4 separate regions of the Mus musculus genome follow, and all the other regions are linked to region 2. Evidence: chromatin contacts called from public HiChIP or PLAC-seq data. All regions are on one chromosome and are shown on one strand. The core of a region is the stretch at or near the end of the contact, and the rest is flanking DNA. Distances in the headings are between cores, read along the strand shown.

Region 1 (6,533 bases), core at 3,128-5,627, 510 kb after region 2:
CCTTGACGTCTCTTGATGGATTATGAGTCAGGATATGTTAAATGAAATAAGCCCTTTTCTCCTCAAGTTGGTTTTGGACATGGTGTTTTATCACAGCATAGAAACCCTATTTAGACACCTAAGTTTCCCATGTTTCATGGTAGAGAAAAGTCATCTACTTGTCTATTGTAGATGACACAGCTCACAGGAGGCACTACAGAAATCAGAACTGTTGAACACTCAGCTCTTTTTCCCCCAGGGAAGAAAGTGATGCCTGCGTTGGATGCTGCCCAACAACCTGGTGATCTGCTAGTCTAGGAAGCAGGCGTTCACCAGAACCCCCCACGGTCCTGGGCATTGTTTAGGGTCTGATTCTGAGCTTTGTCTCTCAGTCAATAGAAGAGGTCCCAAGTACTTTGCATTCTCAGTCAACAGAACTCTTCTTAAGCTTCTTTCAAACTCTTCCTCCCTAGGCCCTTATCCCGAACACTGCTTCTCTATCAATGAGAACACACTCTTGGAGGAAATGTCACAGGTGCTTTGCTAAAGAGATCTACTTTAGGAAGTAATTTTGATGTGGCCATGCCTAAAGCTTTGTTGTAATAACTTTGTTTTTTCCCCGAAGTTTTACTGTGTTTAAATGTGTAAGAAAGCTAAACCACTTGGTGAGACTCCAGAAGTTTTTGACCCAGGTCAAGGTAAAGTTGTGCTGAAGGTGTCATTCATCGTTTCCTTGCTACTCATACACATGCTTGCAAGGACTCTCACTCTAACTCCAAACCACTCTGAGGGCCACTGCAAAGGGCAATCAGAATTCTCTTTCCTGAGCTGCTCCAGCCTGGTTAGGTAAGTTGAAGAGCTAGCCTTGGAGACCAACGGGTCATGAACTTGATCAGTGTTGAGAACCCATGAGGCCAACAGTAGTATTGGCCTCATTTTTAAAGTGGAGGAAACTGAGCCCAGAGAGGAATAGTGAGCAAGGGATTCCATCCAGGCAATTTGACACCAGGGTCTGTTTGTGATAGAGTGAATATATTAACCTCTTCAGGACTCATGAGTTAGCTCTCGTAGATGGAGGTGGTGTTTAGAAGCCAAGCCGTCTGTGGTGAGGTCATGAGAGCAGAGCCCCCTATATGATATAGAATCTATGCAGACTCTGCCTTCTGCTCTGCAGAGCTGCCCTCTGCAAGCCAACAAGAGAGGGATCCCACCAAGAACCAAGCCCAGCAACACTTTGATCTTAGACTTTAGCCTGCAGAACTGTGAGAGTGACTGTCTACTGTTTAAGCCACCAGCTTGTGGTATTTTGTTACAACAGCACAAGACTGTAAGACAATGCTTTTACCAGAATGGTAGGGAAGGAGGTTAACAAGTTAGGTAAGTGTGTGGCTGTTAGACACGATGTGAGTGACCCCTGAGCATAGAGCACCTTCTTTCCAGAGACTGGCATATGCAAGCTGGATACCAGTGTCATGCCCTTAGCAAGCTGGATCAAGGTGTGCATCAGGAAAGGATGCCTCTCGTGCCCGTGAGTTCAGACAGCTCTGTGACAGGTGTCCAGTCCTCAGCAGAGGCTATCACTCTCTGACATCACCTAGTAGTGGCTCCTAGTACATTTCTGATCTCAATTCAAATCACTAGCTGTTCGGTGTTCTAGCCTCCTAGTGAAAGACATCAGAGACCACAGCTAAGTAGGAAGTGGGAGACTAGATGCTGATGACAATTCTGATGGCTCTGATGGTCATGGCCAGCCATATAGCAACAGCAGACACAGCAGACTCACTACCATTCTTAGTAGGACAAACTAAAAGGGCAAGGCCCTAGAGCATGATGTAAACTCGGTGACTTCTGCTAAAGTAAATGGGCTGGCCTCGTGTGTGATAGCCATTTCGGATAAACATGCATGCAGATTATGAGGAGACAGTGAAAGTAATGGTCCTATCAGCAACTCTTCCCTGTGATAGCCACTTCCTAAGTGACAAAAATCCGGATGTAGTTTACTGCTGGAAAGCTCGATGTCATGAAAGACAGGTGTCTTGAAGGTCTAGGCATGTGTGAGAGATGAATGAGAGGGTCATCAAGATTGGCCTGGCTCCAAAGCCACCGGAGCCTTCCACTCTCTGTCACCAGCCTCACGGAGTCTTTATCATCACTATTCCCTGAAAGGCACCTCCTTTCTTAGATGATCCAGTTTAGAAAGTTCTCTGCAAGCCGGCAGTGGTGGCGCACGCCTTTAATCCCAGCACTCGGGAGGCAGAGGCAGGTCAGCCTGGTCTACAGAGTGAGTTCCAGGACAGCCAAAACTACACAGAGAAACCCTGTTTGGGGGGGGGGCAGAAAAGAAAGTTCTCTGCATTAAAACACCATGCCAGTCTCTTCCTTATATTCTAGGAAGACAGAGACCAGTTTGGACCCCTTTTCCATAGCAAGCACCAATCTGAAATGACAGACCAGAATGCCTGTAAGCCCTTTCCTTTTTCAAATGGGCTAACCACCCCATGTGCTTTGACTGTTTCACCTCAACAGTCTAAATGTCTAAACTTGTGCTGGACTTCTATGGGTGAAGTAAACTACTTCTGTCTTCTATGCAGAATGGAACCCAGGATTACTAATCTGACGGGACCTAGGCACTGTGAAGGAGACTCTATTCAAGGTGTGTGTGCATGGGGGGTGTAAGTTTTTAACAACAGATTGATTGAGAGCTATGTAAAATTTATACAGACAAACATGAATGACTTTAGAAGTCAGTGGCTTGTAGCATACTAACGGTGTTCTGCAACTGTCACCTCTTCTAAGACATTGCCATCATCCCAGAAAGAGCGTCCATCCTCCAGCCTCTGCTGATACCATCCACTCACGGTCTCTACAGATTTGCCTAGCCTGGTCGCTTCACATGAATGCAGTTTTACCATGAGATAATCTGTGATCAGCTTCTGACGTGTAACACAGTGTTTCTGGTGTTCACTGTGCTGAAGCAAGTACCTCACTTGTATTATGGACATACAGAGCTGCACCATATGCAAGCCACATTTTATTTGCCCACTTATGAGTTGGTGGGGAGCATCTGAGCTATGTCTACTTGTACTTTATGAACATGTAGAAATTTGTGTGGGGGCAAATGTAAGTCGAACTGCTGGGACACACAGTAATTCTGAGTTCAACTACTGCCCACAGCAGCTGTACCTCTTACCAACTGCCCAGTCCCGCACCCCGTCTTTCCAACGTTTGTTAGGGTCCATCTTTTGAGTCACACCATCATTCCTCCATCAGTCACAGCTCTGACCTGATGACTAACGATGCTGAGCGTCTTCACAGCAGTCCCATTTCTGATTGCTTATCTTTAACAGAAAAGTTACTCAAGTCCTTTGCTCATTCCTTAAAATTACATTGTTTTTTAATTAATAAGTCGTAAATATTCTGGATGTTATACATACTCTTTGTGTCTTTATTTTCTTTATTTTCTTGGTAGTGTCCTTTTCTGCATTGAATTTTAAGCTTTAATAAAGTAAAGTTTCAGTTGTCTTCCCATTGTTGCTTAAGCTTCTAAGACCATATTTAAGAGACCACAAGTAAATCCAAGGTCATTAAATTTACTCCCCTTTTGCTCTAAGAGCTGGATAGTTTTATCCTTTACATTTCGGCATTTGATATATTTTGAGTTACATCCATGTACAGTTCCATACAGGAGACCTTGTTCATTTGTTTATAGCTCTCCAACGGCCTGCACAGCACCTGTTAAGGGACAGTTCCTTGTTGAAATGAACTGTGACAGGGGACCCATTCCTAGTAACAATTTAGACATTTGCTTTCTGAGCTGTTGACTCGTGCTGAGTTTGTTTGGTCCCCCTAGGTCCCTTAAGTGACTCACAGGTGTCACTGTTAAACAGGTTTCCATCCATTCTGCCCTTGTACAGATGGTAATTGCGGCAGAATTTCGTCTGGTCATTTCGGAAGGTGTAAAGTACAGAAGTGTTTATTTAGTACAGCATTCCAAGACTCCATCATCTGTATTCTCGGTTACTACAATCAGTCACAGGATACAAGTCAACTTTGTATCAGACTATGGAAGTAGAAACTGGTGAATTAGGTCACATGCCTGCCATTGTGAGGCAGACATAGAGATGACAGATAATACAGAAGTCAAGCCATGGGCAAGATGATTTCAAACTGCCAGGCATCAGGAGTCCCGTTAAAGTACCATTCCCATAACATGTCTTCATGGATTTATGTCTTCACCATCGCCTTAGATAAGGGCCATGTCTACATATCGCTGTGTAAGATTTACTTCAGTGAGGCCTGTACTCCAGGCGCCCTCCTTAAATCTGATACTGACAGCAAGGAGGTCACTCCTTTAGTCCTGCTGAGAGGGATGTACTCTGTGATGTCTGTGGGTCTCACCCAATAGCTGTCTGGTTCTGGGGCTTTAGGGAAAGGCATGAAGTAGCAGTCTGCATAAAAATGTTCCCCATAGACTCACATATTTGAATGCTTAGTCATCAGGGTGTGGCATTATTTAGAAGGATTAGGAAGTGTGGCCTTGTTGGAGGAAGAGTGTCATTAGGGAAGTGGCTTTAGGTTTCAGAAGCCCAAGCCAGGCATGGTGACTCTCTCTTTCTCTCTTGCAGTCTGTGGATCATGATGTAGAACTCTCAGCTACCATCTGCCATGATGAAAATGGACGAACATTGTGAAACTGTAAGCCAGGCCCAATGAAATGCTTTTCTTTATAAGAGTTGCTGTGGTCACGTCTCTACACGGCAACAAAACACAGGCTAAGACACATGACAAACTCCAACTGACCATTTGTTACACTAATGAGGCCTGCTGCCAGTCAAAGGCAGCACAAATAGGGCTCAATGAGTCATTCTTTTAAAAGAATACCAGTAGCAGGGTGAGCCTGGAGGAGTTATGGATAAATATGAACATAACACAATGTGCAAAATTCTCTAAGACTCAGATAAGAACACAGGTTAAAAAGAGGACCGCCTAACGTTGCTGTGACTTTCCCCCATGTAACTAATGCTAGCTGCTGGAGTGTGGGACACTGTCAGAGCATGGGACCACATCTCAGAGTGTGGGACCACAGTGTTCAAGAGCAGCCAGTTATATCCAGCTTGTTCCCTCTTTAAGAATCAATGTCTGCAGAATGTTCGATCAGCCAGATGAGGTAAATGTTTGATTATTTGAATGTTCCAGAAGAAAATTCTTTCCTTGAACCTGTATCACCCAAGAAGAAAACACATTTATGTGGACGAGAACAGTCCTGTCTCTAGAGCCCAAACCAGTGGCTGACATGGGGATCCAATAAGAGTTTGGGTAATGAACAGGCAAATGGATGCAAATTCCACACTCTCTACAACCTTATTTCTCTTATAGGATGTGTGTGTGTGTGTGTGTGTGTGTGTGTGTGTGAGAGAGAGAGAGAGAGAGAGAGAGAGAGAGAGAGAGAGAAGGGGGGAGATAGATAGGCAGACAGACAGACAGAGGCAGAGAGACAGAGTGTGAGTTATCCAGAAGGCATGATATCCTGAGGTACCAAGCTGAGGTTTTTGTGGTTGTTGTTTGATCTTGCTGTAATTCTTTCATTCTCAATAAGTCACTGACTAAGGCTCTCAGGTAACATTAATAAGTGCTATGACTTTGGGGTACCTCTGCACAAACCTGATTCACAGCTGCCCTAAGGAGCCCCTCTAGCCAGCTCACTGCGTGTCCACTGAGCTTTTCCTAACTTCACATATTCACATGTGGAGTAGTCTTCAAAAAACCCATTCCTCCAAAACTTTAAGTTTTCCTTGTGATCATTACATTCCACCTGATTGACAGATTCTCTTGTGAGTGCACTGGCAGCACACTGGCCCACTTTAGGTTATGGCGGGACGTGGCGGAGAAGGGGGAGCGTGCCTGGACTCTGGGATTTCAGTATAAATATTTTGCTCAACAACAACAAAAATCTATTATAATTGCCTTTCTATTCTGCTAGTTGCCTCCCACAGAAGTCAGGCTTAATATTCATCAGCTGAACGGATTCCACAGAAACAATAGTGATTTCTAAAATGAAAAGAATAATGGATGAACACTGGTTTTATTTCATGGCTGTAAAAATCAAAACTCTGACTCACCAAATTAAATTACTCATTAAGATCTAAGTGAAACAACTGTACTCTGCATTCAGGTACTGAGGCTGCCAGACAGAGATGAGGTGATGTTGCAAAGAGATCATTCGATCCCTGTGCCACCCCACTGGGCAGAAGCAGCAGATATAGCTAGGATCACTCGTTTTTAAGAGAGAAGCCATGCGTATGGAGCTCAATACAGATTGTCTGTTCTCTCCTTTGACCATGTGGGTTCTGGGACTCAAACTCAGGTCATCAGGCTGAGCAACAAGTACCTTACTACTGAATCAGCTCACACACTCTGGGATCACTAGTAATGTCTTAAGCCTACACAAGATGAGTATTAACACTCTTCTCTCCCTTGTTCCCAGCTAGAGGACCTGGGGTGGATGTTTTCACAGTTCCCGAAAGTCACCATCTTATTCTTTTTCTCACTCAAGA
Region 2 (6,227 bases), core at 305-2,804:
AGTACAATCATTTAACCCTACTCAGGAAAATAAGGAGGAAAAAGAAATCACTAAGGGTTAGACAGTTCCACTTTCAACACGAAGTATGTTTGTTAAATGTTAAGATTGTAATATACACACCACTGTAGTGCCACAGAAGTAGTCAAATGGAAGCAAACTGCTTTTCAGAAAGATGTTGTTTATGCTAGGCGCAGTAGCATGTAGCTGTGGTCCCAGCTATTTGGTAAGCTAGCACAAGAGGTGTCCTGGCTGGGTTTGTCAACTTGACACAAGCCTGGATATTTCTAGAGGGAAGGTAACTTTCTGCTGCTGCTGCTGTTATTTTTTTTTTTTATGTTTTTTTTTTTTTTCTTTTTTTTTGAGACAGGGTTTCTCTGTGTAGCCCTGGCTGTCCTGGAACTCACTTTGTAGACCAGGCTGGCCTCGAACTCAGAAATCCGCCTGCCTCTGCCTCCCGAGTGCTGGGATTAAAGGCGTGCGCCACCACGCCCGGCTGCTGCTGTTATTTTTAAAATAAGAGTTTTTCTGTGTAGCCCTGGCTGTCCTGGAACTCACTCTGTAGACCAGAGATACAACTACATTTGCTGGGATTAAAAGTGTGCACTAACCACCACCCTGCTGGAAGAGGAAGCCCTAATGCTTCCATCAGAGTAGCCTGTAGGCAAGTCTGCAAGGTCACCTTCTTGACTAATGATTGATGTGGGTCACCCACTGTGTATGGTACCACCCCTGGGCTGGCAGACCTAAATTCTCTAAGAAAGCAGGCTGAGCAAGTCAGGAGGAACAGGCCAGTAAGCAGCCCTGGCCCGGCCTCTGCTGTAGCTCCTGCCCTGATTTACCTCAGTGATGGAGCGTGTGACCTGAGACCTGTAAGCTGAAACAAACCCTTTCCTCCCCAAGCTGCTTTCGTTAGTGTGAAATCAGAGCAACACACACAACTAAGACAGACGGCTAGAGCCCAGAAGTTTGTCATAAGTCTGGACAACACAGCAAGGCCCTTTCTCCAGGATTTTAATTTAAAAACTCACTTACGGTACATCCTTATAATATTCATAAAATATAGAGGTTTTATATCATCATGAAAGTCACATCCATTTACTGGCTGATCTTTCAAGTGAGACACATCACACATGACAGATGTTGCAAACAGATTTAGAACTGGGTGAAGGGATGGTCAGACTCAGGAAGAATGTTCATGTTTCTTCAAATGAAAGCTATCGCCAAGTAAGGTTTTCTTGGTGTTCTATATCGCTCTGTAGAGCATAACACTTCATTCTTTCACAATTATAGCAGAAACAATGCTTAACATCTGTCTTCATTGTCTCAATATCCAAGGCTGTCATTGTACAGTTAGAGCTGAAATCAGAGCTCTAAGACAAAGCAATACGTGAACTGGGAACTGGGAACGTTACACGTGGAGGCCCTACTGAAACTCATCAAGCCAGAACAGGAAGTCACCTCCAGCTGAAGCCGAATGACCTTTCCTGATCACCCCTGTCACTGAAGGCCTGTCTTCCACACCGCAGTCACCTCTCCATGGCAACCAGCAAGCTCAGCAGAGGCCTCCTCACATTAAATATTTATTAGGTCTCAGACCAGGAAGTGACTGGGGAAGGCCAGGCACCACACACAAATCTCAGATCCTTTCTTCAAAACCACGGTTTTTGTTAGATTCCCTGAAACCACATAAGAAAGGTGATGTCCACAAAGAGGATGTCTCCGATCTGTGAGATGGGTATGCACTGAAACTATAGACCTTTTGCATAGCTTTTATGTCCACTTGTTTCAAGGTATTCTGTGTCCATTTTGACCAAACTTAAGAATTATCAAAGTGTCTGGCACACTTCAACTTCCTCAACTCCTGATCCCAGGAAATTAGACCACCAAAAACCTCATAAAGTAAGTTATCTCTATTTTTAAGAATAGTTGTTATCTATATGAGTGTCTTGCCTACATTTCTGTCTGTGTAGCACAAGTGTACCAGGTGCCTGCGGCTGTCAGAAGAGAACATAGCCCCCACCCTTCACTCCCAGACCTGGAGTTACCAATGGATGTTAGCCACCATGTGGGTGCTTCACCAACTGTGCCTCAAGCGAAAGGAAAACCAGACTTGCCAGAAGCCGGAAGGAAGATAAAACCACCATCCTTGTGGCCAAACATGGTGACCTTCTGCTAAGACCCGAAAGGCAAGTAAGTGATTCTTTAAATGCCACATTTGTCACCACAGATGGTGACATGTGCGCACGGGAAGATCATCTGTGTGCTGCAGGGCTGCTGAGGAAGCTGCTCACGTGGACTGACACCTTCCCACAGGTGCTCAGGGGCAGAGCCAGCCTCTTAGACCGGCAGCAGCATCCCTTCCTTCCTGAGGAGCTCTGCAGTTCCCAGGCCCAGGGCATGAGGCAAAGAGGAAGCCCTCACTGACAGACACCTCAGCACTCGCGTAGGGGGAGCGGGCAGCTCTGCACTCAACATCTGCGTGAGGCAAAAGGAAAAGCAATTTTCCCCCTCAAATCAAACTGAAAAGTAATACCTTTTCTTGTGGAATATGTGCCCTGATTGGTTTGTTTGCTTTGTTTTGTTGGGAGAAGAATCTCTTATTTTTAAAATAGCAGCAGCTTTGAGGGGCTGGTTTTAATAATTTAGGCAAAAGGAGGCTGAAAACTGTGTATGAACCTACATTCCATCTCTTCCTTCTCCCTGTCCACGCCCCTCTCCCTCCTCCTCTCTCTGCCTCTCTTCCTCCCCCCCCCCATCCTCTTCACCTCCCTCCCTCACCTCCTCCCTTCTCTTTCCTTCCTAATTTTACCATCCCATGGTTTCTGAAAATTTGGAACTGGTTATTGGTAAAACTAAAAACACAGTGGGCCCTCTATAGCCCACCCATGACTACAGGCCTCCCTACTTCTTGTGGCAGTGCTGCCAAGGCATGGGGGTGGGGAGAACCCCTCAGCAGGACACCGCAGTCAACACTGATCTTGGTCATGGGCATCAGAGTTCGGCATGACGTAGGAAAACTCTGAAGATGCTGAAGATGCTGAAGATGCTGGTGGTGTGTGCCTGAAATCCAGCTCTGAGACATGGACAGAAAGGATGCAGCTAGCTCACAGTGTCCCTCTCTCAGTCCAACTGAAACTGCTACGTTGGTGCATCCCTACAATCCCAGCATTAAGGAGACTGAGGCAGGAGGATCACTAATTGGAGGCCAACCTGAACTACAGAACAACAGACACTCAGCCCTCTATGTATATGACCCACTGCTGCTGAACATAGTTCTTACCAGTCTGCAGTTGTTAGAAAGGAAAACTTTTGAGTATTAAAAAGGGTTTTAAATATGTCAACACACGCACACACACACACACACACACACACACACACTCTCACACGTCAGTAATCCGAAGGCTACTACACACAGTGTGAAAGGTCCAATTGGCGCATTCCAATTCCACTGCACTGAATTAGCTGCGAACTGGAAGGTGAATAAGGCAAACTGCGTATGGTTGGGCATTACCATGTGAGTACCAGGAAGTCAGCGTCTAAACTAAAGTTTCACATGATCATCAATTTCACTTCTGCATATTATCCTTGACAAGCACACTTCATGCAGGAAACTAAACAAAGCACTTGCTTATAATAATTCACACACACACACACACACACACACACAAACCACTGGAAAGAACCAAAATAACTGCAGCCTGACATGAAGTCATAGCACATAAATACTCTGTAATGCCATGCACCAGCTGAGGAGGATGAAGTGACCAGCAGGTACTTATACAGAGCTCTGCATGACCCAGAGGAAATGGAAAATACACATGTGTATATATAGCTCAGTAACATTTGTTTTTCTAAAACAGCACACAAGGGGACTGGAATGGCTCATTGATTAGGCTCACTGGCTGTGCTTCCAAAAGATCTGGGTTCGATTCCCAGCACCCACATGGCAGCTCACAACTGTCTGTGACTCCGCCCAGATCCAGGGAATCTGACCCCCTCATCTGGTCTCCAAGGGCACTCCAGGCAAGTGATGTACAGACAGGCATGCTGACAAGATAGCCATACTAATAAATAAAATAAAAGGGCACACAAGAGCTGGGGATGTGACTCAGTGTAGAATACTTGCTGAAGATACATGAAGCCATGGGTTCGACCTCCCATCGACACAGACATACGGCACATACAAGCTCATCCCAGAAGTCAGTAGTAGAGGCTGTATGAATACTGAAAGTTCAAGGACAGAGCAAAATACATAGCAAGTTCCAGGCCAGCCAAGTCTACACAAAGACTGACTCTCAAACAGCAAGAAAACAACAACTAAAACAGCAACACCCCTCCCCCGTAAAAAAATTCTATTCCATATAATGTGACCAAAAGTGGTCCCTGAACAGTGACACATGCAATCTTGCTTAAAATATCTACTACCAGGCCTGACCTTTGACCTGCAGAGTCAGACTCTGGATAGTGCTACCATCTGCCTGTCAGAGAAGTCTAGGCTTGGGGAGGCCTGGTTCATACAGGCAGAGATCACAGTAGGACAACTGTCACCTGAGGTTCCCGGGCTTCACCCGTATTTATGCTCACTCTGCTTTCCATAAGCACTCTATGCATGGGTCCTCTATGCATGGGTCCTCTCTCTATGCATGGGTCCTCCATGCATGGGTCCTCTATGCATGGGTCCTCTATGCATGGGTCCTCTCTCTATGCATGGGTCCTCCATGCATGGGTCCTCCATGCATGGGTCCTCTATGCATGGGTCCTCTATGCATGGGTCCTCTCTCTATGCATGGGTCCTCTATGCATGGGTCCTCTCTCTATGCATGGGTCCTCCATGCATGGGTCCTCCATGCATGGGTCCTCTATGCATGGGTCCTCTATGCATGGGTCCTCTCTCTATGCATGGGTCCTCTATGCATGGGTCCTCTCTCTATGCATGGGTCCTCTATGCATGGGTCCTCCATGCATGGGTCCTCTATGCATGGGTCCTCTATGCATGGGTCCTCTCTCTATGCATGGGTCCTCTATGCATGGGTCCTCTATGCATGGGTCCTCTATGCATGGGTCCTCTCTCTATGCATGGGTCCTCCATGCATGGGTCCTCTATGCATGGGTCCTCTCTCTATGCATGGGTCCTCTATGCATGGGTCCTCTATGCATGGGTCCTCTATGCATGGGTCCTCTATGCATGGGTCCTCTATGCATGGGTCCTCTCTCTATGCATGGGTCCTCCATGCATGGGTCCTCTATGCATGGGTCCTCTCTCTATGCATGGGTCCTCCATGCATGGGTCCTCTATGCATGGGTCCTCTCTCTATGCATGGGTCCTCTAAGTTAGATGATGCTGCAGATGCCAGCAAGGGACAGGTAAATGGTTGGCTGCTCCTGTAACACATGGAAAGCTCTGGATGGGAGATTAACATTCCCTAGTGGCTACTGAGTCGGGAAGGATTCCCCTCCTAACTGACAACAGTTCAACTGGTCCTCCTGATGTCTTCTGAAGAGCAAGCACATGACAAATGGCTAACTGTAACAGGAAGAAGGGCCAGCAACCATGGCGAGGGGAGGCTGAACAGTACAGGCCTTGTTTAAGAACAGCTATTTAGAATGTCTTTTGTTGTTCTGTTTGTTGAAGCTTTGAATTACAGGCAGCAGCAAGCAGCTGGCTCCCAGTCCCCGCTGCCAGTCCCAGCTGCCGTCCTTGCACTTTCTGGAGCTGTGTTGTGGGGCCGCAGGGCAAAGGTCACAAGAGCAGGAGACTTGAGGGAGAAGTAATGAGCCTTACAGAGGTACCCGAAAATCCTGAGCAAGCAGGTTCAGCACAGCAGAGCCTAAGACCACACACACACACCACACCACACACACACACACACACACACACACACCACACCCCCCACACACACACATCACACACACATACACACACACACCACACCACACACACACATCACATACCACACACACACACACACACACACCACACCACACACACATCACACACACAAGTACACACACCACACCCCACACACACATCACACACACAAGTACACACACACACCACACACACAAATACACACACACCACATGCCACACACACACACACACACCCCACATACCACACACACACACACAACAAAACACCATACACACACACACAGTTTCCTCCATTAACTTCACAGCCAGAAATGGGAGAGGGGAAAAAAAAGAAATCAAACTTGGGCCCCTCCCAC
Region 3 (6,856 bases), core at 3,240-5,739, 270 kb after region 2:
GTCACTTCCTATCAGTCCCCCAGGGACAGCATGAACCATCACCTCTAGAAGTTTACAAAATTTAAGTGAAATTAGGGGGCAGACAGCTTGGGATTGCCCCGTTCTTCAGGGGTTCCCTGGTAAGCATTGGGGGATTCCCTTAAATATGGCAGAACCCTAACACTAAGTATGGGGGCCACAGGGGAGGACAGGCCCCTGCTTGTTAGTTGGAGACTGGAAGGGGTGGGGGAATTCCTAAACACTCCATTTACAGAGAAGGAGAGCCCCTTGTTAGTCACAGTTCCCTTAGTACAGGGCATTTGGTGGTAGATATCTGTTTCTGATTCCTTCAAGGTTTCTGATTTCTTGTAGGTTTTAGAGGCAGACAACTGAAATAAACACACAGAGAGACACACATTCTCTCTCTTTTTCTCTCTCTCTCACACACACATACATAAACACACACACCTACTCCTCTCACCAATACTATTTGGCTATTAATTAGTTCAATGGTCATAGAATTTAATTTACATAAATCTAGTATTGCTATTTATTTTTTTCTTTTCAGGCTGGAGCTCCTGAATGCCAGGCTGGCCTCACACTTAATATAGCTAAGGATGAAGTCTGGTTCTCTTCCTCTCCTTTCCAAGTGATGGAGTCACAGGTCCATGCTAGCATGCCTGGTTTCTACAGTCCTGGGGATCTAACCAAGGAACGCTTTTATTTTTTTATGCTCCAGACTTTACTCTCCCTCCCCTCTAAGCCCACCCTGCATCCACCCTCTGACTGTTTCACATCCCACACCTCCTCTTCACCCCTGACTCCACAAGGATGTCCCCACCTCCCACCCAACCAGATCTCTAAACTCCCTGGAGCCTCCAGTCTCTTGAGGGTTAAGTGCATCTTCTCTGACTGAACCCAGACCTGGCAGTCCTCTGCTATATGTGTTGGGGCCTCAGATCAGCTGGTGTATGCTGCCAGGTTGGTGGTCCAGCATTTGAGAGATCTCAGGGTCCATGTTAATGTATCATTCACTCTTTGAGACAGTTTCTCTCTGTATAGCCCTGGCTGTCCTGAAACTCACTCTGTAGACCAGGTTGGCCTCGAACTCAGAAATCCGCCTGCCTCTGCCTCCCAAGTGCTAGGATTAAAGATGTGTGCCACCACACGGCTCCATCATTCATTCTTTAAAAGTTACTTTTATGTGTGTGTTGGGGGCGGGTTGTCTGTGGAGAACAGAAGAGGCAACTGGATCCCCTGGAGATGGGCTTCCTGGGAGTCCTGAGCCGCACAGTGGCTCCCCATCCTGAGTGTCACTCAATTAGCTCATGTTTAAAGATAATTTCAGAAAGAAGCCATGTGGAAATTATTTAAATATTTGTCCATTAATTCATTTTTTGAGACAAGATCTTGTGTGGCTTAGGCTGGTCTAAAGCCTATAGCAGAGGCTAGTTTGAAATGATCCTCCTGCCTCAGCTTCCTCATTTCAGGGATTACAGTAATGTGCTACCATACCTAACAACAGTGTAGACCTATAAAACATAAGGAAGGATGTGCGTGTGAGGAAAGGCATTTACTCATTGTGAATGCCAAGTAGAACTTGAACTGTTTTGGTTGACTCGATTGCTATAAAAATACATAGGAAGCAGATTCTAGCCTAACTTAATATAGTTCCTATTCTACATTAATTAGGGATTCAAGCTTGAGATGAGGTAAGTTTATTAGTTTTTGAATAAAGCAGATGATATGAATAAATACAGATGACATTTCTCAATCTTAATCTTATAATTGATTGATGTCAGTAACCACTTTTTTTTTTTTAAGGGAAAGAGGCTGGGGTGGTTAAAATATAATGTATTTATTTGCAAAATGCTTAGAGTCTTAAAAAAAAAAAACACATTGAAAACCAAGCATGTCATTGTCACACTTTTCCATACTACAGCAGCCACAGCAGGCAGGTTTTCCTTCTTCCTCCAAGGTGTATGGCACAGAACTGTCTGAAAAATCACCAACCAGAACTCACCAACTCACTCTGAGGGCCTTTATCCAAGTACAGGGCCTACGGCACCTGATGGCAGGTGGCAGTACGGGTAGATGATAGGAAGACACCCCAAGTCAAAGCTTTTGGTGGCATGGAAGTCCCCTCAGTCAGCTCACCGAAATTATGTTGTCATAGGTGACAAGTTTACACAAGTAAACTCAAACTCACTTTAGAATTCATCAATTTTATTTCATATACAAAACTTCATTACACCAGGTACCAAAATTAAGGCGAATTAAGTCAAAGTGGCTTTGAAAAATCTAAATCGACACAGCTCAACACTCGTCTTGGGCTTAGTTCAATCAGAAGTGTTAAGGAAACTGGGCATGGGGCTCTCACCTTTAATCCTAGCCTGGACTAAGGCAGGATTGCTGTGAATTACAGGTAGCCTCATCTATACAGTGCTTTCTAGGACAACCAGGGACATAGAGTGAGACCTGTATAAACAAATCAAAAGTTCCATTGAGGTAAGTTGGGCATGGTGACAGACCCAGGCTGGAGAGTTCAAGGCCAGCAGGCTACATAATAATGCTGTCTCAAAAAAAAGTGTTAGCAAATATTAATTTATAACACTGAGAAAATGTGCTTTAAAAACTTGTGTGCATGGGCATTGTTCCTGCAGGTATGTCTGTCTGTGCACCATGTGTGCCTGGTACCTGAGCAAATCCCCTGTTGCTGCTATTACAGGCTCTGAGCCTCCATACACTTACACAGGCAGTCGCCATACACAGGCTCTGGGAACTTAACTCTTGAGTCCTCAGACACAACAGCCATCAATCTGAATTTTAAAACTTGAAAGATGAGAGACCACCATTTATCAACTGCTCTCTTCACTCCACTCCCACCCCAAAAGGGAAACTCCAGGTGGGTGGATGTCTGTGGGTTCAAAGCCACTCTTGCCTAGTGAGTTCCAGGACAGCTAGGGCTACATAGTCTTAAAAAAAAAAAAAGAAAGAAAGAAAGAAAGAAAGAAAGAAAGAAAGAAAGAAAGAAAGAAAGAAAGAAAGAAAGAAAATTAGCCGGGTGTGGTGGCACACGCCTTTAATCCCAGCACTTGGGAGGCAGAGGCAGGTGGATTTCTGAGTTCGAGGCCAGCCTGGTCTACAGAGTGAGTTCCAAGACAGCCAGGGCTACACAGAGAAACCCTGACTCGAAAAACAAAAACAAAACAAAACAAAACAAAAAATTAAGAAAGGCAGGGGGAAAAAAAACAGGAAAGAAAGCCTGAAATAGGCTCAAACATACGAATTTTTAAATTAAGCTTGTGCAACATGGTGGTTCACACCTGTAATACCAGAACTCGAGATACTGAGGCAGGATCTTTGTGTGTATCCCTGGCTGACCTAAAATGTAGACTAGGCTGGCCTTGACCCTGTTTCAAAAATCGCTCCCAATAAATAACAGATAAATCGACCTCACTTTGTGAATTAATGAGTGTAAACGTGCTAATGTTTTCCAAATAGAGCATAGTTAATGGGGAGGGTGAGTTTAAGGGTTCTTAATTGGCAAGGCCTCTTTCTGAAAAACAAAAACAAAAAAGTAAACTAATATAACTTAGGGAGGTTCATTTCCAGCTTAGACCGATGTAATCACTCTAAATTCCATACGCGATGCCAAGAGCTTTTCTCAAAATCCTAAAAATTAATTCTCATCTACACACCCTGTCTTCGGAGCTGCACTCCCTTCGCGGCCGCACGCGGCGCCCGCAGCAGCTGACTCCTCCCCGTTCATGGGGAAAACCCTGCCTAATATTTATAACGCTATGACATACTGTAATACTCACAAGGTGGTTGTAGAAGTATAAACACGACTGGAGATATCTGATTGGCTGCTGGTGATGTAACACCCATGTCAATACTTCCCACTGAACGCACGTGTTCGACCTTTTATTTAAATTTCCATTTCATCACAGCAATAAGACACTCGGGGCGGTGCATTTTCTGCGAAACGATCGTCGCCCGGGGCCAGAGGTGCTGCCCGGCGTACACAAGGAGCCCAAGGAGGTGTCCTCGCGAGGGAGGCACCGCCTGGTCCAGTCTTTTGTGCAGGAACAAAATAAGTTCACTTCCTCGGGCACGGCCACCCACCCCTCCCCCGGCAGATGACAGGGCCGGGCGCGCTCCCACCGCACTTACTCCTGGAGTCCCAGGTGAAGTCGTGGCGAGAGCCGGGGACCGTGCGCACGGGCGCGCCGCGGCGAGCCGGCCCCTGACACCCGCCAGCTGTTTGTCCTGGCCGAGCCGGCCCCGCCCCGAGACCCCAGCCCGTGCCCCGCCCGCTTCCTTCCCGTGGCCGCACCCCCGCCCGCGGGCCCGAGCGGCCGGCCCCTTTCCCGGTCCCCGGGCGCCCCCGGCCCAGCCCAGCCCGGCCCAGCCCGCCCCCTCCCCCGGCCGGCCCCCACCCTCTCCCCCTCCAGCGGTTACTGCTACCCCGGTGCATTGTGGGCGCACGGTCCGTTGTTCATTTGCCATTCGACCTCCGCCAGGGCCTGGTCGGACGGAAACGCTCCGCCGGCTTTATTGTCGGCTCGCTATGTGGCGGAGCCTGGCGGCTTAGCGCGCCTCTCGCGTCCGCGCCTCGGCAGCCGGCGGCGGCGACACGACTCCCCCCGAGGACGGAGATCTGTTGGCGGGCCGGTGTGTGCGCGCAGCGCTGAAGCGGGGCAGCGGAGGGGCAACCGCACTCCTCCTCAACTTCGAAGGCCGCACGCGCCCGGCTCGCCGCTCCGCTGCCCGCCCACCGCTCCGCGCGGGACGCTGCCCGGAGCGCGGCGGGGCGCGGGTGGAGAGGACGCGGCTGGGACGGCGGCGGCAGTAGACGCGTGCGGCGGCCCGGGAGCGAGCGCGAGCCGGCGGGAGGGTGAGGCCGGGCCGGCGGGAGCGCAGCGCAGAGCGGCGCAGCGCAGCGCCGGGGGCGGGGGCGGGGGCGAAGCGTTGGGGGAGCCGCGGCGAGCGCGCGGGACGCGGCCGGAGCCCGGGCGCGAGCCGAGGCACCGGGCGGCGGCGGCGGCGGCGGTGACCGCGGCGCGCGCCATGTCGTTCAGTGAGATGAACCGCAGGACGCTGGCGTTCCGAGGAGGCGGGTTGGTCACCGGCGGCGGCGGCCCCACGAACAATAACGCTGGCGGGGAGGCCTCTTCTTGGCCTCCGCAGCCGCAACCGCGACTGCCCGCGCCGCCCGCGCCGCAGCAGCCGAATGGGCGCGGGGCCGACGAGGAAATGGAATTGGAGGGCCTGGAGCCCCAGGACTCGGAGGCCGCCGCCGGCGCGGCCGCCGCCGAGGACGTCAAGGAGTTGCTGCTGCTCCCTCAGGACACGGGCGGCCCCTCCTTGCTGGGCGGCGGCGCGGGGGGCCCCCTGCTAGCGGAAAGGAACCGTCGGACTCTGGCCTTCCGCGGGGGAGGCGGCGGGGGTCTCGGCAACAATGGCAGCAGCCGCGGCCGCCCGGAGACCTCGGCGTGGCCCCTCAGGCATTTCAATGGGCGAGGGCCGGCGGCCGTGGATCCGGAGCTGGACGCGCTGGAGGGGAAGGAGTGGATGCAGGACGGGGCGTCCCTGAGCTACAGCACCGAGGAGGAGGGGGCGAGCCCGGGCGATGGCAGTGGGGCGGAAGGCGGCAGCTGCAGCAGCAGCAGGCGGTCGGGCGGCGATGGTGGGGACGAAGCGGAGGGCAGCGGTGTGGGAGCTGGCGAAGGAGAGACTGTCCAGCACTTCCCGCTCGCGAGGCCCAAGTCCCTCTTGCAGAAGCTCCAGTGCTCCTTCCAGACCTCTTGGCTCAAGGACTTCCCTTGGCTGCGGTACTCCAAGGATACCGGCCTTATGTTCTGCGGATGGTGCCAAAAGATCCCCGAGGATGGGGGCGGCGTGGACCTTACCCAGGTGGGGCATGATGAGCTTTCGCGAGGGACCCGCAACTACAAGAAAACCCTGCTCCTAAGGCACCACGTCTCCACCGAACACAAACTCCACGAAGCCAACGCCCAGGTACCGTAGATCCTGCCTTTGCTTTTCGACCACATCTTTTGGGAAAGGTTTATCAGTGGGGAAGACTAAAACTAAAGTAAAGAAGGGGGGAAATTAAGATCCTCCGGGGGAAGACTCACTTCGTTCCGATCGAGAGAGGTTCGCGAGAGCTTATGCGTAGGGGTTTAGAAAGCCTGGAAACAAAGTTTTCCAAAGTTGTGGATCTATTGGGGGAGGAGGGGTAGAAGGACAGTTTTCTAATGATATCGCTGGGTTTATCTTCTTTTTCGAGTTAGGGTTTGCCTGTGAGATTGAATCCGAGAGAGAGGCTGGGAGAGGTTGGAGATTTTAACCTTTGATTGACTTTCGGTCAAAAAGGATTTTTTTTTTTAAGTCAGAGGAGATTTTAGAACTGTCCCTTCTTGTGTTCGTAGACACTAAAGTACTAGAAGTAGCCTGAAGAATGGATTAAACAGTTTCCTTAAGCTTCGGTGCTACAGGCTGTCCACTCTTAAACTCGTGTCAGGTCGAGATAATGTGAAATATGAGAGGCTTATGCAAATGTACAGGAAGTTAGTTCAGTAGGGTAAATAATTTTACGATGTCCGTCTCTGTTAAACTTGTTTGGTATAATCATTGTACACTTTAGCTAGTTACTTACTGATATTTCTCTTCTGAGTGTATTATCCTTTTCAAAAACATGGTCGTGAATAGCTTATATGAAGGGTGTTAATCTTAGCTCTGGAAATGTTTAATGTGAAGTGATTTGGGCTTCATTTGCTCACTGGAAACCTAGTTACAGAGCAAGCCTACCTATGAGCTTTAGTCCCCCTCCCCCCTTTTTACAGGAGCCTGACCGTTTTGATAGCCCTTT
Region 4 (6,058 bases), core at 1,133-3,632, 370 kb after region 2:
TTGATTTATGACTGAACTCAGACTGTATGTTTTACATTCCATTTAGCCACAAGGTCAAGAAGCAATCAGAACATATATATTTTAATTATTGACTCAACTTCAAGTAGCCATGGGAGGCCACATAAATAATTGATACTTAGTCAGTTCAGGCAAGTGGGTCACTACTTGCTGTTTTTCTGATGTCTGGGCTATTGTATAATGATTTATGCTATGATATTGGTAGGATAAGCAGGATAACTCAAAAATGTTGTTTATTGCTTAATTGTGTAAAACAAATGTAGGGAATGTTCTCTTGTCTTTGTTTTGTGTTTCTGAACGAGGATCTCCCTGAATTCTCAAGGTGGTCTTGGATTCACTATGTAGCCTAAGCTAGCCTCCGACATCAGAGGCCCCGCCACAGCCACCAAGCGTTGGCAACACAGGCCACCTCTAGCTCTGTCTCTGTCATTTTGCTCTGTCCAGCCAGGGAAGGTGGAGAGGAAGGCTTGAGAATAAGAGTATAGTGACGAACATGGAAGGCTGAGGAGGCCCAGATGAAACCCAATACTTTGTACTTAACTTTAACTCAGTGAAAAGAAAGAGGAAAGTTATTTTTCAGTTTATATCTTTCTTTTGAAGTTAATTATTACTACTGTGTGTGTGCCTGGTGTATGTGAATGGGCAGGGAGAGGGTCAGAAAACAAGTTTGGAGAAGGTGGTCTCTCCCACAGCAGGTGCCTTTACCCACGGAGTCACCTCCGCAGCTCACTGGATGTCAGTGTCTTTCTAATCCAATCTAGCAACTGGGCAGAATGGAGAAACCCGATTACCTTGTAGGTATGTCCATTGGGGCTTCATGTGGTGTCCCTCTAAATGCAAAGAAAGCCCCATTTCTTTCTTTCTTCACAGTGGTAGTCAAGGAGCCCAGCAGGGCTGGCCAGTGACAGAAAGGTCTCTGTCAGGTCTGTCCTGCCTCTGCCATTTGGTGCTGCGTGGATCTGTGAACCTGGACAGGCTTTCTTTGAACCCTCTGTAAACTTCAATTTTCTCATTTACAAAATGGGATAATATCAATTTCTGCCTTCTAAATGTAAAGGATTGTAAACTGATGCCCACAAATTACTTAAGATGGCTTTTGTCAGAAAATGTCACACATCCACTCTTTGGGACTCAGCCTGCGAGTCCCACATGCAGTTTAGAGTTCTGTAAATAGAATTGTAAGTTCGTTTACGTGTTTCATCTTTTCTTTTCGGTCAAAAACAATGTTGAAACTAGATGGGCTACCACAAACCCACACAGGAGCTTGCCTGCGGCTTGGGGTAGGTGACTAACTTGGCAGGAGAAACTAAAGCTCTTTGGGGTAATACCTGAAAACCAGAGTTGTGTTTCTGCATTTTCAGAACAAACAGCAAAGCGAAAGTCTTGGCTGCATCCACAGAACCTGTTCTTTAGGGCACGGATTTGATTGGTGGTTTGCTTTTTTGTTTTGGTTTGGTTTTTTTTCCAACCACGTTCTCTGCTTGAAAGCAAATCCTATTTATGGCTAGCGCTGTTTTTTCAATTAGGTTTATTTTCATTTTCCCATAGGCCATGTTAGCTGAGAACGTCCAGAAGTTTATTTGTTTTTCCTTTATGTCTTATGATGGTTTTAAAATAAAACACACAGCACTTATCTGTGAGATTTCTTTTGAAATACCGGTGTGTCCGAAATTAGTTTGTTTGCTCCCTCCCCCTCCCACCACACACAATCACACATACAGTACCACCGTGCATGTAAGCGCAAAAATGCTGTCAGAGTGTAATCGTGGTCCGTTTTCGTAGAAAACTTAAAGCAGGGTCAGTCCCGTCTCGCTAATTTAGGACTGTGTGTGTAAACTAGCGCTTAGCAGGTCAGACTTAAAAACGATGACACCTCTAGGACTGGCTTTTTCTAAAAAATTTACGCTGAAAATTAGAAAACCGTTTTTCTGACTCCAAGGTTAACATTAGTAATATGTTCTCTATACCAGGTCCCATGTTTGGGGGGAATGGGGTAGGAGATAAACTCATAAACAAAAGCCCACATCGCTTAATAGTTTTGTAATGGAAAAATATTCTCTGGTGAAATAAATATTTCGGGGAAACGACCTGGGCCCTCCGGATGGGGAGCGCCCACCCTCTCCGCTCTGCCTGCTGTGGGCGGTAACCGGGTGTCCTCATCCTAGGGAGATTGCTCTGCATGAGTCTGGGGATCCCTGGGTCTGGAAGCGCGTGTGCAGCTGCACAGAGACTCTGTCCCCGGGGGAGGTGGTGGTGGAAGGAACCTGGGCTTGCCCCCTGGCGCCTTGAGCCCACTAGGGTCCCTGGCGTCACCGCGCCGTTGCCTGCTCCTCCCCTCTCCGCGGACAGCAGCTGCGGCCAGGGATCCAGTGCAGAACCGCCCTGACTGCGCCCTGTTCCTCTCTCCAGCCACCCTCCCTCCCAGCTCCTATGCGGACTCCGCTCCCCTCTTCCCACCCCACCCCACGCCCCGTCTCCACGTTCCCCACCTCTCCCCCGCTGATCTACCTCTCTCTCCCCTTCACTCCTTCCCAACTCTCTGACTGCTCCTTCATCTTTTGTTTTTCCTCTACTCCCCTTCCTTCTTTCCCAGTGCCGGTCCCTTATTTACTTCACCCTATCTTTCTTCATTGCTAACTCCCACCGGTCACCGAACCCCTTCCCCCTCTCTCTCCTGCAGCAAACTATCCTTTCTAGTCCCCTCTCCCTGCTTCGTGCCCCCTCTCCTGTTTCCCTCCGGCCTTCTCCCCTCCAGCTCTGGTTTTGTGGCTCTCCCACGCTGTTGCTATGGAGTCGCCCAAGGCTGCTGGCCTGGCGCTAGCTGCCCTGAGGCCCCAGGAACAGAGCAGTGACTCTAGCCAACTCTGAGGCGCCGCACCCTTTCGGGGGTCCAGGAACAAAGCGTGCCCCGCCCTGCCCAACTGTGTGAGGCTTCCATGAGACCTTCAGGCGCCCCAGGCCCTGGGGCTTAAGACCACCTATAATCTGATCGCCTCCAGCCTCTGCGGGCGGGCGGGACCCTGGGACCAAGGTGACAGCTGCACTCTCCAGTGCAACCTACCTTCCTGGTCCCTTGAAGACCACTCTCTCACGCCCACCCTTGGAGGTGTCACTGGGGCCGGCCAGATGGCCCTATTTTATAGGACTGACCCCTTTTGTTGGGGGTCTTAAGAGCACCCAGGCCAATTTACATAGGAAAATGGGGTTTGTGTCCCCAATTCAGTGTAGTGCCCTGACAGCCGGTGGCCTTGTCTTTGTGTAAGGACCCCACAGCCTGTTGTTTAAAGTGGCTTATGTGTGCAGATGTGTGAATGTGAATAGAAATCACCAGGAAGCAGTAGCTCCCGTCTTGCTCCCAGGTCCTGTAGGAAACCTATCAGGCTGGGTACTGATAAACCCCTGATACCTCTGATGCTCTTCCACATCCCATAGCTGATTGTTTAGGTCTGATTCCTAAATCTTTGGAAGAAATCTTAGGAAGATTCCCGAAGTCTTTGCCATTTGCATTTAGGTCCTTGCTTGGGAAAATTGTAAGGCTGTACCTAAGAGGAAGACAACTTGGACTTTAAAAACGTTCTTGACGAAAGATCTAATCTAATTGCTTGTCTTGATGCACTCTGACTCAGCTGTTTGAGGATATGTGCTGGAGCAGGCTGAAAGCTATCATTTGTTTGGTTTGGAATCACTAGCTTAAACATGTGTACTTAAGTGGTGGAGTAAGAGGACACAGAGAAATTTCTTATTTTATCAGCAAGGAATTTGAGTCACAAGAGTTAAGACAATTTTCCCAAGATCACACAGCTCTGCAGGGTATAATCCCAGTGGTCTGAGCCCATGAAAGTCGACAGAAAAAAGGGTCTGGGCTGTGTGAACTCTACTGACATCCAAGCCCCAGGAAGCTAAGGGAAGATGGCCTTATGTTCAAGATCAACCTGAGCTACACTGACTTTGTCTCAAAAACAGACAAAACCCCAAACCCAAAACAGACAAAAGAAGATGACGGGGAGAAAAACTTATAAAAGTCTGGGACCCCTTGAAGCACTTCCATCAGCTGCCTCCAGTTCCCACCAGGTCCCCGAGGCCACCAGCTCGTTATGTCTTAGGAGAATTCAAAGGACTTCTCTCTTCAGCCTTTGCAGCTTCAGGTGGCTTTCTCCATCTGTGTTGGAAGCAGTCCCACCACTACAATTGTCAAGAATCCTGTTCTAGGACCCATTTCTATCAAAATGATTATTTTGTGACAAAATAGCTGAGAGCCCCTTCTGTACCCCTGTGGGGTAGAAAGTGGTGCTAAGGACTGGCTTGGAAAGGTTCTGGACAGCTTAGCTGCTCTGTACCGTGCATCAGGGACTATGGTAAAAGGATTCTGCTGGCTAACCTTCCAGTTCGGTTCTATTGCTGCCTGAAGCCCTGAATGAGTTTATGGTGCTTTAGTTAAGAATGCCTCTGCGAAGGTCTTTAGCTCACTGTACCTCAGTATGTTAAGAGGCAGGTTGAGGGGCTGGAGGCATAGCTCAGTAGTTAGGAATGGTCACCGCTCTTAGAGATAGATATTGCTTTACTTCTACAGGTGATGGGTAGTTCACAGCCTGTAACACCAGTTCTAGGGGTTCCCTGTCTGGCCCCATGGGTACCCACATACACAGAGACAAACACATAATCTTTCATTTAAAAAGGATTATATTTTTAAAATTATGTATACGTGTGTATGTTTGTGCACATGAATGCGCACTATCTTTGGGGGCCAGAGGAGGGTGTTGGGGCCCCCAGAGCTGGAGTTCTATGGGTCATTAGTTATGTTATGTGGGTGATGGGAACCAAAGTTAGATCCTCTGCAAGAACTGTTAAGAATTCTTAACGAGGGGCTGGAGAAATGGCTCAGTGGGTTAGAGCAGTGACTGCTCGAAAGCCCAGCTCTGACTCCAGAGATCCGAGTTCAATTCCCAGCAACCGGTGGCTCACAACCATCTGTAATGGGATCCAATGCCCTCTTCTGGTATGTCTGAGGACAGCTACACTGTACTCATACACATAAAATAATCTTTAAGGGGGGGGGATCCTTAACAAGTGAGCCATCTCTTCAGTCCCACAGAGATCTTACATACCCTTTTTTTTTTTTTTTTTTGAGAGAATCTGAGTCCACACACTACATTTCATAGAGGGGATTGAGCAAGGACACACGGCTGGATTGGAACTGAAGACGCATGTTAATTTCTGTTCTGCTTCTCAGAACAGATCAAGTTAAAAATTTTTCTGTTTCCTATTTTTGGGGGCCCATATTAGTGCTAGGGTGACAGCGAGTACAAACTGTGGGGTAGAGGTGACAGATACAGAAGAGGAACTTTTCAATTCTCTGTAAAAGGATTTCCTTAGAGCATTAAGAATGCGTTATATTCTTTAAAGGAACTATATCCAAGAAAGCTATTTGAAATAGGGTCCATAGTACTTCTCTGGTTTCCTTCTTTATTTTAGCTGCTGTTTTGCATCTGTATCCATTAGCTTCTGAAGTGTAACAAATAACCCACACCACCCTGCCTTAAAGCATGAACCTGTGGATCCTCTGGGGGTCAACAGAGCTGGACTGGACACACTGAGCATTGCTGATGATGCTGGCTGGTCTGTGGACAAAGGCAGAGTCTCTGTGCTCTCAAGCTGGGTTTGGCTGAGAAAGCTTAGGTGGTTCTGTCCTGTGTCATTTATCCAGAATGTATGTCTCACAGTAATGCATGGCCGTGAGCAAGGCTTAGCATTGTAGACCCATCTGTCTGTAGACTATTCACAGGGGCTGCTATTTTGTTCCTCCTTACCTCATAATACTTGATCAAAACAGGCCTCAAAGCTTTGTCCAGAGCAGAGACTGTGACAAAAGAAGGGGACCGAGGGGCCACTGCTGCAGTAGACCCTGGAACTGACAATGCCAAGCACACATATTTAATTTAGAGTTATTTATGTTGATTTCTCTCAGGTAGAATGTGTGCTGGGTGGCAGGGGTCTTCATCTCTTCACTTACTGCTGTGCACATGAGAGTTGTTTTAAATGC

Evidence for each region. HiChIP or PLAC-seq counts read pairs in DNA pulled down with a chosen protein or histone mark.
Region 1: an H3K27ac HiChIP or PLAC-seq map of embryonic stem cells shows a contact between it and region 2, with 5 times the contacts expected there. The contact joins two enhancer-like sites. A contact is called at or near these places in 3 of 115 datasets of contacts at active chromatin or transcription factors (differentiating embryonic stem cells and embryonic stem cells).
Region 3: a contact with region 2 is called in an H3K4me3 HiChIP or PLAC-seq map of neural tube, with 3 times the contacts expected there. The contact joins the promoter of Zbtb10 here to the enhancer-like site in region 2. A contact is called at or near these places in 2 of 39 promoter capture datasets (embryonic stem cells and pre-B cells), 6 of 484 Hi-C or Micro-C datasets (the AML12 cell line, CD4 T cells, cortical neurons and 2 more), 5 of 115 datasets of contacts at active chromatin or transcription factors (embryonic forebrain, forebrain, neural tube and 2 more) and 1 of 9 other capture datasets (liver).
Region 4: a contact with region 2 is called in an H3K4me3 HiChIP or PLAC-seq map of neural tube, with 5 times the contacts expected there. The contact joins two enhancer-like sites. A contact is called at or near these places in 7 of 115 datasets of contacts at active chromatin or transcription factors (craniofacial prominence, embryonic forebrain, embryonic limb bud and 3 more).

What each region holds. Positions count from the first base shown.
Region 1 is chr3:9,487,509-9,494,041 of GRCm38.p6, forward strand. All of the region lies in intron 2 of Zfp704 (zinc finger protein 704), which reads right to left. Among named protein-coding and RNA genes, the nearest start is that of C030034L19Rik, 88 kb to the left of the region's middle. Within about 2 kb of position 4,378, at least 21 of the 459 cell types and tissues checked have an H3K27ac peak or open chromatin away from gene starts, as enhancers often do. A contact at or near this core is called in embryonic stem cells, where this site is marked.
Region 2 is chr3:8,980,342-8,986,568 of GRCm38.p6, forward strand. It overlaps a transcript of Tpd52 not described here. Among named protein-coding and RNA genes, the nearest start is that of Tpd52, 19 kb to the left of the region's middle. Within about 2 kb of position 1,555, at least 105 of the 459 cell types and tissues checked have an H3K27ac peak or open chromatin away from gene starts, as enhancers often do. A contact at or near this core is called in embryonic stem cells, neural tube, regulatory T cells and 1 more, where this site is marked.
Region 3 is chr3:9,246,078-9,252,933 of GRCm38.p6, forward strand. Zbtb10 (zinc finger and BTB domain containing 10) reads left to right here and starts at 4,490. Exons shown (of 6, transcript NM_177660.3): 1 at 4,490-6,003. The coding sequence starts at 5,053.
Region 4 is chr3:9,344,754-9,350,811 of GRCm38.p6, forward strand. No RefSeq gene overlaps it. Among named protein-coding and RNA genes, the nearest start is that of Gm41997, 3.9 kb to the left of the region's middle. RefSeq lists an enhancer at 2,002-3,541. Within about 2 kb of position 2,383, at least 126 of the 459 cell types and tissues checked have an H3K27ac peak or open chromatin away from gene starts, as enhancers often do. A contact at or near this core is called in neural tube, where this site is marked.